Linked DNA regions of Xenopus laevis: region 2 is linked to region 1. A link is a contact called in public Hi-C data. All regions are on one chromosome and are shown on one strand. Each heading gives the region's core, a stretch centred on a gene start, on an enhancer-like site or on the middle of the called end of the contact. The rest is flanking DNA. Distances are from core to core; before and after follow the strand shown. Region 1 holds the start of rnf126.L (ring finger protein 126 L homeolog). Region 2 holds the start of chchd10.L (coiled-coil-helix-coiled-coil-helix domain-containing protein 10, mitochondrial).

The links. A called contact is a pair of places that touch in the nucleus more often than the background predicts.
Region 2: a Hi-C map of the XL177 cell line shows a contact between it and region 1, with 2.7 times the contacts expected there. The contact joins the promoter of chchd10.L here to the promoter of rnf126.L in region 1. A contact is called at or near these places in 2 of 4 Hi-C or Micro-C datasets (the XL177 cell line and the XTC cell line).

The regions. Positions count from the first base shown.
Region 1 is chr1L:115,333,741-115,340,578 of Xenopus_laevis_v10.1, forward strand. rnf126.L (ring finger protein 126 L homeolog) reads right to left here and starts at 3,265. Exons shown (of 9, transcript NM_001086409.1): 1 at 3,018-3,265. The coding sequence starts at 3,092.
Region 2 is chr1L:115,490,348-115,497,185 of Xenopus_laevis_v10.1, forward strand. It overlaps chchd10.L (coiled-coil-helix-coiled-coil-helix domain-containing protein 10, mitochondrial), which reads right to left and starts at 3,498. Exons shown (of 4, transcript XM_018256172.2): 1 at 3,342-3,498; 2 at 2,640-2,853; 3 at 335-494. The coding sequence starts at 3,385. It overlaps LOC108713230 (kelch-like ECH-associated protein 1A), which reads left to right and starts at 3,501. Exons shown (of 7, transcript XM_018256117.2): 1 at 3,501-3,634. LOC108713257 reads right to left here. Exons shown (of 3, transcript XM_018256162.2): 3 at 5,759-6,838.

The DNA of each region.
Region 1 (6,838 bases), core at 2,015-4,514:
AATTCTGCTGGAGCAGCACTATTAACTGATGCATATGGGGGAAAAAAAAAATTCTCATGACAGCATCCCTTTAAAGAGACTTTGTGCATCCCATACAAAGATGCCACAAACAAAGAATAAACACTTGAGCACAACTGAACTCAACACTTTACTCTAATTACAAGCACTAGTCCTGTATTTCTTCCATTCTCACATTGAATCAAAACGAGGGGGTCTATCCAGTGTGTCACTCAAGAAAGGGCAGAAAAAATTGAAAAGGTGACCAAAGACTAGCCATCATCAAGATGGAATAATAATGTTATACTCGGAGATCCACACAGTCTATGGAGGCAACTAGCTTCATGATAATGAATTCAGATTTAAAACTAAAACTTACCTTATGTAATTAATAACATACGATTCCCCTCGCACGGGGATTATAATACAATTTTATAGATAGGGCAGCTTAGTGGAAAGTGCTGCAAATGGGCAATGTGCTACTCAAAAAACACAAGTTTGATGTGCCCGCTGTAAAACACACAGAACCAAACAAAGCTAGATTTTCAAATTCCTGCCAGCCAACACTGTGACCTTAGTAATGCAAGTTGCATTATAGAGAACGCAGCAATAGCTGGATTCCTACATCCACATATAATAAGAGATTGCAGACTAATTCTCTCAAATATAATAATAATAATAATAATTCATGGAAGACATACTGTATAGATAAGGATTAACTGTTCATCAAAGTTTCTCATAGATATTACTTCCATGCATATTTGTTCTCAAAGGAGTCGAAGATTTAATACTATCAACATACTATTTTCCACAAGCAACCCAAAATGAGAAACCCCAGTTAAAGGGGAACTCCACACAAACATAACTTAAGCTTTTTGAAAGGTAAACATAATTTCAAGCAACTTTGCAATGTACATCAATTAAAAAACATGCAGACTTTTCATGATTTTAAATGGTATCTGACAGTTCCCTAAGCCTAGCCCCCTGCTGTTCTGCTGATCTTTCTGACTACATTGCTGAGCTGGCTGACTACTGTTACTTTGTATCAACAGCCATCTGTCCTCAGCCTGCATCCTCCAAACCCCACAATTCCCTGCACATGTGATTTCAATAAGGAATGGAACATCACAGTGCAATGCATTGTGGGTTATGTAGTTCCTGCATGCTGTCTGTAAGCTGTGGAGTAGTTGTTACAATTTGTAACATCAGTGTTTAGTCCCTCCTTCCCTGCCAGGATTTCAAATGATGCAGAAAGAGAAGAACTGTTAAAACAGCTGGATTGCAGCATAGAAAATGGCATTTATTGTTATTATTACCGTTTATCTATATACCGACAGCATATTTCCCAGCTCTGTAAAGTATTATACAACTAAATCACATTAATTACATACATAGAACATATGGAGTCACATACATCACAACCAATACTGGTACAAAAAGGTGAGGAAGGCCCTGTGCAAAGGAGCTTACAATCTAAAGAGAAGGGAATAAAACACAAGGTGTGGGAGTGGGCAAGATCAGAATTAAGTGGGTGAGAGATGTAGTACTGTATGTGGTATTGCATTTGGTAGTTAAGCAGAGTGAGGGTAGGCGTCTCTAAAGAAGTGTATTCTTTTGAAAGCAGAAAGGTTGGGAGCAAGTCAGACAGACCGTGGGAGAGAATTCCAGAGGAGGGGTGAAGCCCTTGCAAAGTCTTGAATAGGGATGCACCGAATTTAGGATTCGGTTCGGGATTTGGCCAGGATTCGGCCTTTCTCAGCAGGATTCGGCTGAATCCTTCTGCCCGGCAGAACCGAATCCTAATTTGCATATGCAAATTGGGGGCAGGGAGGGAAATTGCGTAACTTTTTGTCAGAAAGCAAGGAAGTAAAAAATTAATTTGCATATGCAATTTAGAGTTCAGATTCGGCTCGGTATTCGGCCGAATCTTTTACGAAGGATTCGGGGGTTCAACCAAATCCAAAATAGTGGATTCGGTGCATCCCTAGTCTTGAATGCTGAGCATGTGAGGAGATAATGAGAGAAGAGTTGAGGAGCAGGTCAGTAGAGGAGCGAAGCAAGCAGTTGGGGGAGTATATAGAGATAAGATCAGAGATGTAGGGTGTAGGATACTTTTTGAAGAAACATGTAACTGTGATGGGTATGTTAGGGGTTTCTGTGCTACGTGGGCCTCTATCAAACTTTAGTTTGGAAGCCAGAGTTCCCCTTTTATATAATATTTAGGTAAAATGGTAATTGGAGATCCGGTTAGATAAAATCTTACTTTACCCCAAAAAGAAAAAATGTGACTATATGCAAGACATTTAAAGGAGATGTAAACCCAAAAATAAAACTGTGCCTCAAAGCAGCTTTCCGATATACAATCATGCTCTCGAGAGTTATTTTAAAAGTAATTGCTGTTGAAAGTAGTATTTTTTGGTCCCTTCAATAAACAAAAATTATCAGCCTTGCGTGTTGATCCGCTTGCTTCTGCTATATTGTTTCTAAGGGCAGAACTACAAGGAACAGTGACACTGATTACATGGGCAAATAATTTTAAAACCATTGGAAACGTGTAACGTATGCGTACTGAAAAGCTGGGTGAAATCACCATTCCTTCTGTTTGGCAGAATTTAATCTTTTAGTGTTTACATTCCCTTTAGCGAAAAGGGATCTAGTTAGTAACAGAACACGAACACATGGAATTGTAGTGGCTGGATGGCAGCTTCTAGCTTTTTCCAGGCGAGGAGAGGAGGTGTGTGTGTTTATGGTTGCCATAGTTAGCCTTTAACAGAGGTCAGTAAAGACATGTCTCAATGTCTGCAGCTGTGTAAGGCGACGCGCTGCCCGGTGCACTGTATAGCAGTGAGTGAATGGCTAAAATACCTATTCTGTGACACACGGCATGACCTCAAGCCATCTGGAAATTTCTACATTCAGTTCCCAGCGCAAGCTGAATAGTTACAATATGGTAGAGCGGAGTGGTTCCGATCTGTAGTGGTTTGCTCCCTGTCCAGCGACCCAAAATTCTATTCACTCACCGGGAGCCGCGGGGTAATCTCGGCCGTACAGCTATGACAGAAGTACCTCCCGGCCTTCGGTAGAGCCTCCGCCATTTTCCGCTGCCCTGGGATGACGTCAATGACGTCAGCACGCTGCGACCAGGCGAAGGAAAGAGAAAGGAGTCAAATCTCGCAGGGTAGCGGCTAGTTCCAATCCTAGGAAAGGACTTGACGTCACGGTCATGTGATACTACCATGTGACCGCTCCACTGCGGCTTACCTATTCGTTAGCGGCAAATTCAAACATGGGAAAGTGGTAATGGGTTCTAGTGGCGGGCTGCGGACTCTTGACAGGACCTGCAACTAAATTCCCAGGGTTGCCAACTTGTATTGTAGGTTTGGTACAGGTTGTAACCTCTACCTCAGGTTTTGGGCCAGTTCATTGTGTCGCTGGATGTTTGTAGGGATTGAAGGGATCACTGCCTCTGAATTTCTGTGGGGTGAGGGGGGAATCACAGTGAATTAATGTCAGCTAGACTGTATTCAATATTTACACACCCAAATGCAGCTACAAGATTGTTGTTGGAGCTGGGGGTTTTTTTTTACCATTCCTCTCGCACAATTACGGTGCAACAATGGCAAGATTAAAATGAAAGGCAAGACATACTGACACAGCTATAATAATAATATTATATTCATTAACCATAAACAGCTTTGCTTTTCTGCCATGCACTGAAAGTCTCCCTTAATGGAGAATAATGTAATGGACAACTTGGGAACAATAAATTGTATAGAAACTGTTGCCTTGGTGTTTCACGAGCTGACGGAAAATGTGGAGCGTCAAGTAATAGAACATGGGATAACGGTCATGAGAGGGACTTCTATTTAAGGAGAGGATCATTGCCCCTAAACAATTAAAGGACCAGTAACACCAAGTTAGCTTAACACTTAATTCCCTCCAAACTTGTATATAAGTCAGGCTTACTCTCCCCTTTGGTTTTCTTTTTAAATCTTGAGCTTCAATCTGACTTCCAAAGTGCTTCATAACAGAATGGGAAAAGGTGACGGCTGCTTGAATACCTCTGTGTGGTGAACCAGAAGTCAGCTTCACATGGATGACCTAAAGCACCTAAAGGGATACTGTCATGGGAAAAAATTATTTTTCAAAATGAATCTGTTAATAGTGCTGCTCCAGCAGACTTCTGCACTGAAATCCATTTCTCAAAAGAGCAAACAGATTTTTTTATATTTTATAAAAATTTATATTATTATTTAATTTTGAAATCTGACATGGGGCTAGACATTTTGTCAATTTCCCAGCTGCCCCTGGTCATGTGACTTGTGCCTGCACTTTAGGAAAGAAATGCTTTCTGGCAGGCAATTGTAACTGAATGTGTCTCAGTGGGACATGGGTTTTTACTATTGAGTGCTGTTCTTAGATCTACCAGACAGCTGTTATCTTGCGTTAGGGAGCTGTTATCTGGTTACCTTCCATTGTTCTTTTGTTTGGCTGCTGGGGGGGGGGAAAGGGAGGGGGTGATATCACTCCAACTTGCAGTACAGCAGTAAAGAGTGATTAAAGTTTATCAGAGCACAAGTCACATGACTTGGGGCAGCTGGGAAATTGACAATACTGCATGTACTGCAACTTGGCAGTACATTCCTGCAATAAATACACTATGATTTTATAAGATACATTGTGCTCTCTGGGTATTACTTTCTAAACATGTGAAATTTCTGCAATTGTACATGGGAACTGCAGCCTGTTGAGAGGCACTGAACATATATCCAAATAAACTCAGTATTAATTGGATACAGATACCTAGATATTACACTTATACAGGGTATCACCTGAAAATGGGTTTCTGATGGCAGTCCTGACCCCCAATCAACTAACACATGTGGGTGTCAAAGTGCCTAAAATCTCCAAATATGCCATCTCTAATGGGAGTGAGGCCATAAAAACTTATAGTTATAAGGCAATGGGTGTTTGGTTTACTTGTTGTTGCATTTGAAGCATTAGACAATTTTTTCTGGCTCTGCTGTAAATGCCAATGGTCATTTGCAAACTGTCATTTTCCAACAGTCGCAATCATCCTAGCAACAGTCAGTGGCCTCAGCACTAGAGTGGGTGACAGAGAGGCTTAAGTAGAAAGACAGAAGAATAAATGTCTGCCCTGGCATTATAAGTGCAGGGGCACTGATCAGAACACAGCTGGTTATGGGAAGCAGGCACACTAGGTACATGCAGGGGGAAAGGGAAAAGAATAGGAATATGGAGATGACCCCTGTATTAATATAACCAAGGATTCATAGAGCATGATGGGATCTGTAGTGCTGTTACAAGCCCACCCTGATCATGACATTATAAGCAATACAAATGCTACCTACCTCTTATGGTCAACCCTAATAGTGCATTATGGGAGATGATGAAGGCCCTTTCCACATGCCAGTGATAAAAGCCTACATCCCGATTGCCCAACATTTTTGTTTGCTAAATAGCACACGCAACAGCAGTAAGGCTCCCTCATTTTCAATTACATCCTTATAGTGAGTGCATGATGGTATCTGTAGTTTATGCATTGACAGATGGTTCCTGTACTGTTAGAAAAGGTCCTTAGACAGTATAGGAATTAGTATGTTCTTATATGAACTCACTAGTTTCCATCTCTTTACTGACCTGTCAGGTTTTTGCCTAATACAGATGGTTCCTGTACTGTTAGAGAAGGTCCTTAGACAGGATAGGAATTAGCTTGTTCTTATATAAACTGTCTAGTTTCCAGTGGCATAACTACTGGGGGAGCAAAGGGTGCAATTGCACCAGGGTCCGCTCCCCCTCGGGGCCCGCCGGAGATCGCGCTACAGTGCGGTAGTCCCACCAAAAATCGCTGTGGTAAGTAATCTGCGCATCTAGAGGGGTGGGGGAGGGGCCTGGGTGCACATCCTGCGCCCTGGCCCTGAAGACTCTAGTTATGTTACTGCTAGTTTCTATCCCTTTACTGGACCTGTCAGGTAATTGCCTAATACAGATGGTCCCTGTACTGTTATAGAAGGTCCATAGACAGGATGGGAATTAGCTTGTTCTTATATGAACTGACTAGTTTCTATCCCTTTACTGGACCTAGTGTCAGGTAATTGCCTAATACAGATGGTCCTTGTACTGTTATATAAGGTCCACAGACAGAATAGGAATTAGCTTGTATGAACTGACTAGTTTCTATCCCTTTACTGGACCTCATATGAAATAGCAGTAAAACAGTCTAACACAGATGATGGATTTCACACATCTTATATATAAATAACTAAGTACTATCTCTAAAAATGGCAGAAATATGTCCTTTAATGAGTTGCAAATAGTTTTCTATCTATTTAACATACCATAAGGTTAATATAATGTGAGGGCCTTTATAAGGATGAGAAATAGCTAGCTCTGTTAGAACAGACTAGAGTCTATCCTTATTTGGGACCTTGCTTTGAAGGTCCTTGTACTGGATGGCATTTAGCTTTGTCATTATAGACTGGACTAATTCCTATACTTTCCTGGTACCTCACCACTAGAGGCATTAGGTCCTTTCTAGGGATAGAAACTAGCTCACTGCCATATGAATTATCTATTTTCTATCCACTAGAGGGACGGTCCTTTCCAGGGATAGGAACTAGTCGCTACCATTTCCACCCTGCATTACCAACGCTGCGAGATTGGTAGCGACTAGTTCCTGATTTGAACATCCTAGAGTTTGCTTTATGACAACTCTGGCTGAGAATTATTTTCCAGAATAAGCTTGGGCTGTTATTGTTAAATATTCAGGGATGTCAAGTCCTTTCTACAGCTTTGAGAATCTGGTGCTTCCTGCAATTTA
Region 2 (6,838 bases), core at 2,248-4,747, 160 kb after region 1:
TCTGAATTTTACGTTTTCCTGATTTTGCATTCATTTTAGTGGTACCTTGGAAAACGTAAAAGTTGGGTTCTACTGTAATTTTCATTTATACTAGAAATTGATTTTTAAAAGGCAAGTGTGAAAGGGAGAGATGGTGGCAGCTGCCCTACGGCAGGCTGGTGTGTTTTTCACAAAAGAGGAGTGTTGGTCTGGGGTAACAGTAAAATGATAGACTCACTAGGGGGTACCTAATAAATTGGCAAACCCCCTTCCCATTGACTTTGCCTTTCTCTGTCCTTGAAGGTGAACATGCCTGGTTAATCTGGCAGTCATGCTGTTACCTATCCTTCCTCACCGTGGTTGGACTTGCACTGCTTGAGAACCTCGCTGAATCCTTCACACAGAGTTAGGTCACTTTGTGTGGTAGCACAGTCCAAGAACTGTTTCATCTCATAATGACAAGGTCCATGTTGTGGTGGAATCTGCTGAGGCACAGCAGAGGGCTTTTGGGGCTCCTGTAGAAAAGGTACGGAAACAGTGTAAGACAAAATAAGTATCATTCATAATAGATTAACACAACACTAGACAGATGAGCTAAAAGACAGGCATTTTGAATTAAATGAAGGCAAATTATAAAAATGAAAGATCAATAGGTTTAGATAAGAAATGGCTATATAGATATATATATATCCATATATATATATATATATATATATATATATATATATATATATATATATATATATATATATATACTGTATATATATATCCTCAACACTCTAAACAGGTTGCAGCAATATTCTGTTTAGTAATTTACCACAATTTACATAAAATTTCTTTTCAATGAGGCATTAGTTGTACCTTCATTTGGCTAAAAATGCATTATGTTGATTAGGAAAAGGGAAACCACTCTTAAAGGACAAGGAAAGGCAAAAAAATAAAATCCCATTTTTACTTTCTTTAATGAAAAAGAAACCTATCTCCAATATACTTTAATTAAAAAATGTGTACCCTTTTTAGCAGAAACCTGACTGTATGCAGTGAAATTCTCCCTCCATTTACTGCTGTGGATAGAAATTGTCAGATGGTCCCTAACTGCCGAGCAGGGAAAAAATCATACTTATGAACAGCAGAGGGAGCCCCGCCTTACTTCCCAGCCATGCAGAACTCTAGCAGCTTTGTTAATGACGATCCCTAAGCATCCCAGACCACACTGAGCATGTGCAGGGTCAGGCAAAGATGTTTAACAAAGTTACAAGAGGACATCCCCCTGCGGCCAACTTTGAAAGCATAAATCATTTGTTTTATTAGGCTTCTGGTGCAGTAAGTTCATGCTTATGTTTAGTATACAAAATACAGCATTTCTTATTCTATTTTAGACTTTCCTTGTCCTTTAACATACAGCTATACCATAATTATCCTTTATCTCTGAAGAAACCCTTGTTTTATGATTGTATTAAAAACGCCTTCAAAATATTATCCCACATTAAAATAATTAAATTAGGGTTCAATTAATTAGACTTTCACAGCAATTAAAATCAAGGTGCAAAGCCAATCTATTGACCTGTGTATATTTCAGCTAATAGAACTATTAAATTAAAACAGAGAACATTTTATGAGCTTATTTCATGATTCGCAATATTTAATAACCCAATTAACCATATACACTGATTAGTTTTAAAGTGACGTGCTCGCAAATATATCACAGTGACTTAATTTGTGGTGTCTTAGAGACCAAATTTCATACTGTGATAATTAATCTTACCGTGTGCTTTGCACTTAGAGATTAATTAACACAGTATGAAATTTGGTTTTTAAGACACCATGAATTATGTCACTGTGATGTAGTTGCGAGCACATTTCACTTTAAAACTAATCAGTGTATATTGAGTTATCAAATATTGTGAATCATGAAATACGTTCATGAAATTTTCTCTTTTTAATTTAATTTAGTTCTATTAACTGAAAATATTCACAGGTCAATAGATTGGCATTGCACATTGATTTTAATTGCTATGAAAGTCTCATTAATTGAACAACCCTGATTATTATTATGTGGGATAATTTTATGAGGGTTTTTTCACACTCATAGAACAAGGTTAATTTTCTTCTTTCTAATAAAAAATGCATTATGGGCACACATATTGTATATATATATATATATATATATATATATATATATACAATAATACAGGTATAGGTTGTTCAGTAGGACTACATGTATATATGATCATGTTCTCCTGACGATTCATTATGCCCCAATTAAAAGTACTTTAGGGTTAAACAGAGACTACAGGGGTATGATGTAAGTGATTAAACCTTTCCTTTTGAAGTACTTTGAAGTCGAAAATATACTATACTATGCAAAATATATTTCCCTGATTTTACATTTTCACCGATTTTACACCATTTTTTAATGGTCACTGTAAGACGTAGACGTTCTGCAGTATACCAAGTTACAATACAGCATTATAGTATCTTAGGGAGCCACCAATACTAATGCAGTGGGCCACCATTCATAACATATATGTCTGACCAGCAAATATATACTAAATAAACAATTTAATTGTGACAGTATGTACACACGCTATTTTACATGAATCTGTACAGCACTACAGGCAATGTTGTTGACAAGAAAGCAAATTACATATTGTACTGACCTGTGTGGCTGGCTTTGCTGGTTCTGAGCTGCTACCACTGAAAGCCCCAGTAAGTGCACCCCCAATGACATGCCCCACTGCTGATCCCACAGCTACTCCTGCTGCAGTAGTAGCCATCTGGGCCATCAACCCAGGGCCCTGTGACGGAGCAGGGGCTGATGAAATAGCTGAAGGTGGTGGAGGTGCAGGGGCAGGAGTATGAGAAGGGGCATGGCTGTGTGAGAAAACAACAGAAGAAAGATCTATGTGACACAATACTCATTAGCTGGGCAATTAAGACACACCAAAAAAAATCACATTCCTAAACAACATTTACATGATAGGTCTAGCATACAGGACTGGAATAAACTACAGAGCTCTGATGCAGAAATATTATGTTGTCCCATTTCACAGACAACTTGTGGAAATCATTCTGCATTTATAAGCCACATAGCTAAGATTTAAATCATGCTGCATATCCTGCACTGTTAGTAGCTCTGCCCTCTGGATGCTGTTAATATGACAGTAAACTATTTTAGGTGCTGCTTAATTTAAGAAGGCTTTGCAATTTAATTGCTAAATCATTATGCAACATACTTTAAAGGTCACATTAACATCCACATTTATATGACAATAAAACAAGGCACTAAAATCATTTTACGTTGGTATGCCACAAACACAGCAAAGGTCTGTTAAATGTGCTTTTAATTCCACTTTTATTACCTAGGCGCCGTGCGAGAGGGGACACTTCGGCCACCACGAGCCATTAGTGCGTCTGCTTGAAAGTCAGCTGTCTAAGTGACACTGATCGCTCCCGTGCCTTTCAAAGGACGTACTTGTTCCCAGAAGCCTCCTTTTGGGAAGGCAGCGCCTTCTGATGACGTACGATTTGCAAGTGCTCTATTCTTAGTAACATCGCAAATCAATGCGGTGCGCCCAATGAGAAATGAGACAGAGGGGGAAGATTGGAACATAAGTGGCCAGGATGAAGTTGTGACTGCAGGATCCTTGGATGTGTGAGTGAAACAACATACCTTCGAATATTTTGGAAATAAAAAGAGGGACAAAAAAGTTGCAGCGCATAGTGTGGCGAAATTTTTTGACCACGCCCATTTTTGTGGCCACACCCCCTAATTACTATGTTCCTTTTACAAAATTTGGCAGGTTATGAAAGTTTGAACATATTTCTGTGGGGTTTTTTTTCCAGTTATTATAGTTTTGCTAATGAAGGTGAATTGCCCTTTAAGCTGTGAGTCTAACTTTTCCCAAGGGACCTGTTATCTTATATTGTTACAATTACTTATCTAGATACATTTGAATTGTTACAAATGTATCTAATCTTCTAATGTGGCTGTTCTGGGCTCTCCGCCAAAAGCCAATTAAGTTAGAAACTTTGTTTCTTTTTCTGGCTGTTCAGGACAGAGAAAAACATGACAAACGAGGGACTGCAGGTTGAGCTGTCAAAAGAGCCTCTAAAAACGGGACAGTTGGGAGGTATGAAACAACTGGCGCATCTGCATTGTTTCCTTAGGAGAGCACACATAGGAGACTGATTTCTCCTGAGGACGTCTTAAAATGCTTTCCGTAATACCCAGTCTAAAAAATCCATGTTGCTAAACATTCTTTGTCATGCTCTCTACTCGCTTCTCAATCCGTCCATCTTGCCCCTGTAATACTAAGCAACGTCTCATAATACATTATCTTAAAGGAGAAGGAAAGTCTTCTTCCACTTGGGGGTGCCAAATGTTAGGCACATCCAAGTGATTGTATTTACTTACCTGAAACCCCGGGCCAGTGCTCCTACCAGCAGAAAACTGCACCGGCCCAGGGTTATACCAGCGAGCACCACGGAGCGATCCACTTCCGTCATCTTCTGTCTTCAAATTTCTGTACTGTACTGTAGGTAAGGAACCAATCAGCAGCTAGCAGGAACTGATAGGGAACAAAAGCCTGTATGTGCTTGTGTGACTGCAGGGCTGTGATTGGCTGTCCCCCTCCTACTGTGCTTCTGGCAGGGATCGTTCGGACACGGCTACCCCTCATTTGAAACACATACAGGGACCAGAGAACATCTATAGAGAGCACCAATAAAGGGCAGATTCTTAAAGATAATATACATTTATGGCACCATGTAAAAGCAACACCATATATTACTTATAATTGCCTACAAAATTAGGGTTTTTTCATTTATCCTATATGTCTCCTTTAACAATTTTTGATTTTTAGGTATTTGTAAATGAAATTGCTTGACTAGAGTTGTGCTGACTTTTTCAATAGCAAAACTATTTACAAATAGCTTTAATATAAATTGTTTTATTACCACATATTTGATTAGAATTTCATTTTATTTTCACATTAAAAAAAAAAAATATATATATATATATATACACACACACATTCTTGTGATAATTGGTAAATATATTTATACAAAAATAAGGCCCGATTGATCCCCTATAAAGAGGGTAAGGACTTCTGATTACTCACTGACTTCTTATTGAAAATGTAACATTAGCCAGTTGAGTACACCTATTGGCTAGCAAAGAATGATAGAAGTAACCAGTATTTTGCTAAGTAATATCATAAAAAGCATGAGGTTCACACATAACAATCAAGGGCTTTAAAACGTTGATTAAATTATCTTCATAATGGCTGAAGAGATCAGAAGGGCAGAGAATAACAACAGTGCTCCTTATAATGCCAAACTGAAAAAGCTGCACCAATCAAAGTTGAGTAAATAAAAATAAATACCAAAAGTTTGCTACTGGTCTAGTAGCCTATAGCTACCAATTAGAAGATAGCATTTTCCAGTCATTTTGGTTGCTTTTGAAGAATAGACCTGTTGGTTGCTTTTGAAGAATAGACCTGGACAAATAAACTTTGCTTACAGTATTCCTCACCCTAACCTCTTCACTTCATCTGTTTAATTACCTTACACTGCAAGATCAGCTGTAAATCTTCTAAGACTACCATTACCAACATTATGCTTTGGTTTCAAGGTAGTTAGGACAAAATAGAACAAAATGATGTCTCAGGGTAATCAGTAGTTTGAAAGACTCTTGCTCCCTAAAGCTACTGATCATTTATTTTTCGGTATGCCACAATTCCAATGTGGGTTAAAAGCCAATGATCGCCAGCAAATGTATTATTTTAATCTTTATTCTTATAATCATCAGTAACATGCACAGATTTTTTTTTAGATACATAGGATCTAGGACCTCTTCCCACTAGAGATTAAAATTTAATAAGACAAAAAATAGCATTTTGCATTGTGCTTCTTGTTCTTCATTAGAATTTTTTACGCACAAATATAATTATTTTTTTATTGACACATTTTATTACATTCATTGGTACACTGGATCAAACTATAATGGTTGCTAAAAAGCACTGTGCATTTTATTTTTGTTTTTAACGACTTATAATACATTACCCCAGAAACCTGGTACCTACGGTGCAGAAATAAATGACTTGAACAATACCACAAAGGGCTAAAATGGGTATTATTAACCAGAACTGAACAGAGGTCTCCCTGACTCAGAGTCTATTGACTTTATAGGTAGAAAAGGAGATTTGCCCCGGGCCTCCATTTCACATTGTGACAGGGTTTACTTTAGTTGTAATTTAATAACCACAGTTTGTAGTTCAGCCATGGACACCAGAAATATTGCTCTCATTAGAGAACAGAGGACAATGAGGAAACAAGCGTCATAATAAAAATGCTGGGCCTTGCCGCAGATTATAACAAAGACACATGGCACACATACACAATAGTTAGAATGCTATACTTTTTACTAAAATTGTGCTCATTTTAGCTCAGAAGAGAATGGCTTTGCATACTGCCCTCTTTCAGCAATGAGCATTTTTCTCATATGCAAATAAATGACAATAAATGAACTTTGATTTTTACCCATATATGTGTCACAACTCCAAAAACTTCAGTTTGTCTTACTTTATAAAGAAGGTTTATTTATTGCGAGGATTCCATAAGTGCTTATCAAATCAAATGTCCATTTGCACTTGAAATGATTTCATGGTGACAACTTGCTTAATTGTCTAGGGCATATATGTGGCTGGGTTCTGGTTAAATGTCTTCTTCTCAACAGTTTGCTTTATTTTCACTGGACAAACAATATTGTTTCAATATTTCAAGCTAAACACATAATTTGTATAGGAAATGCATTTATATGTATTAGTGCTATTTGGCTAAACAGCTGCCACAGCAG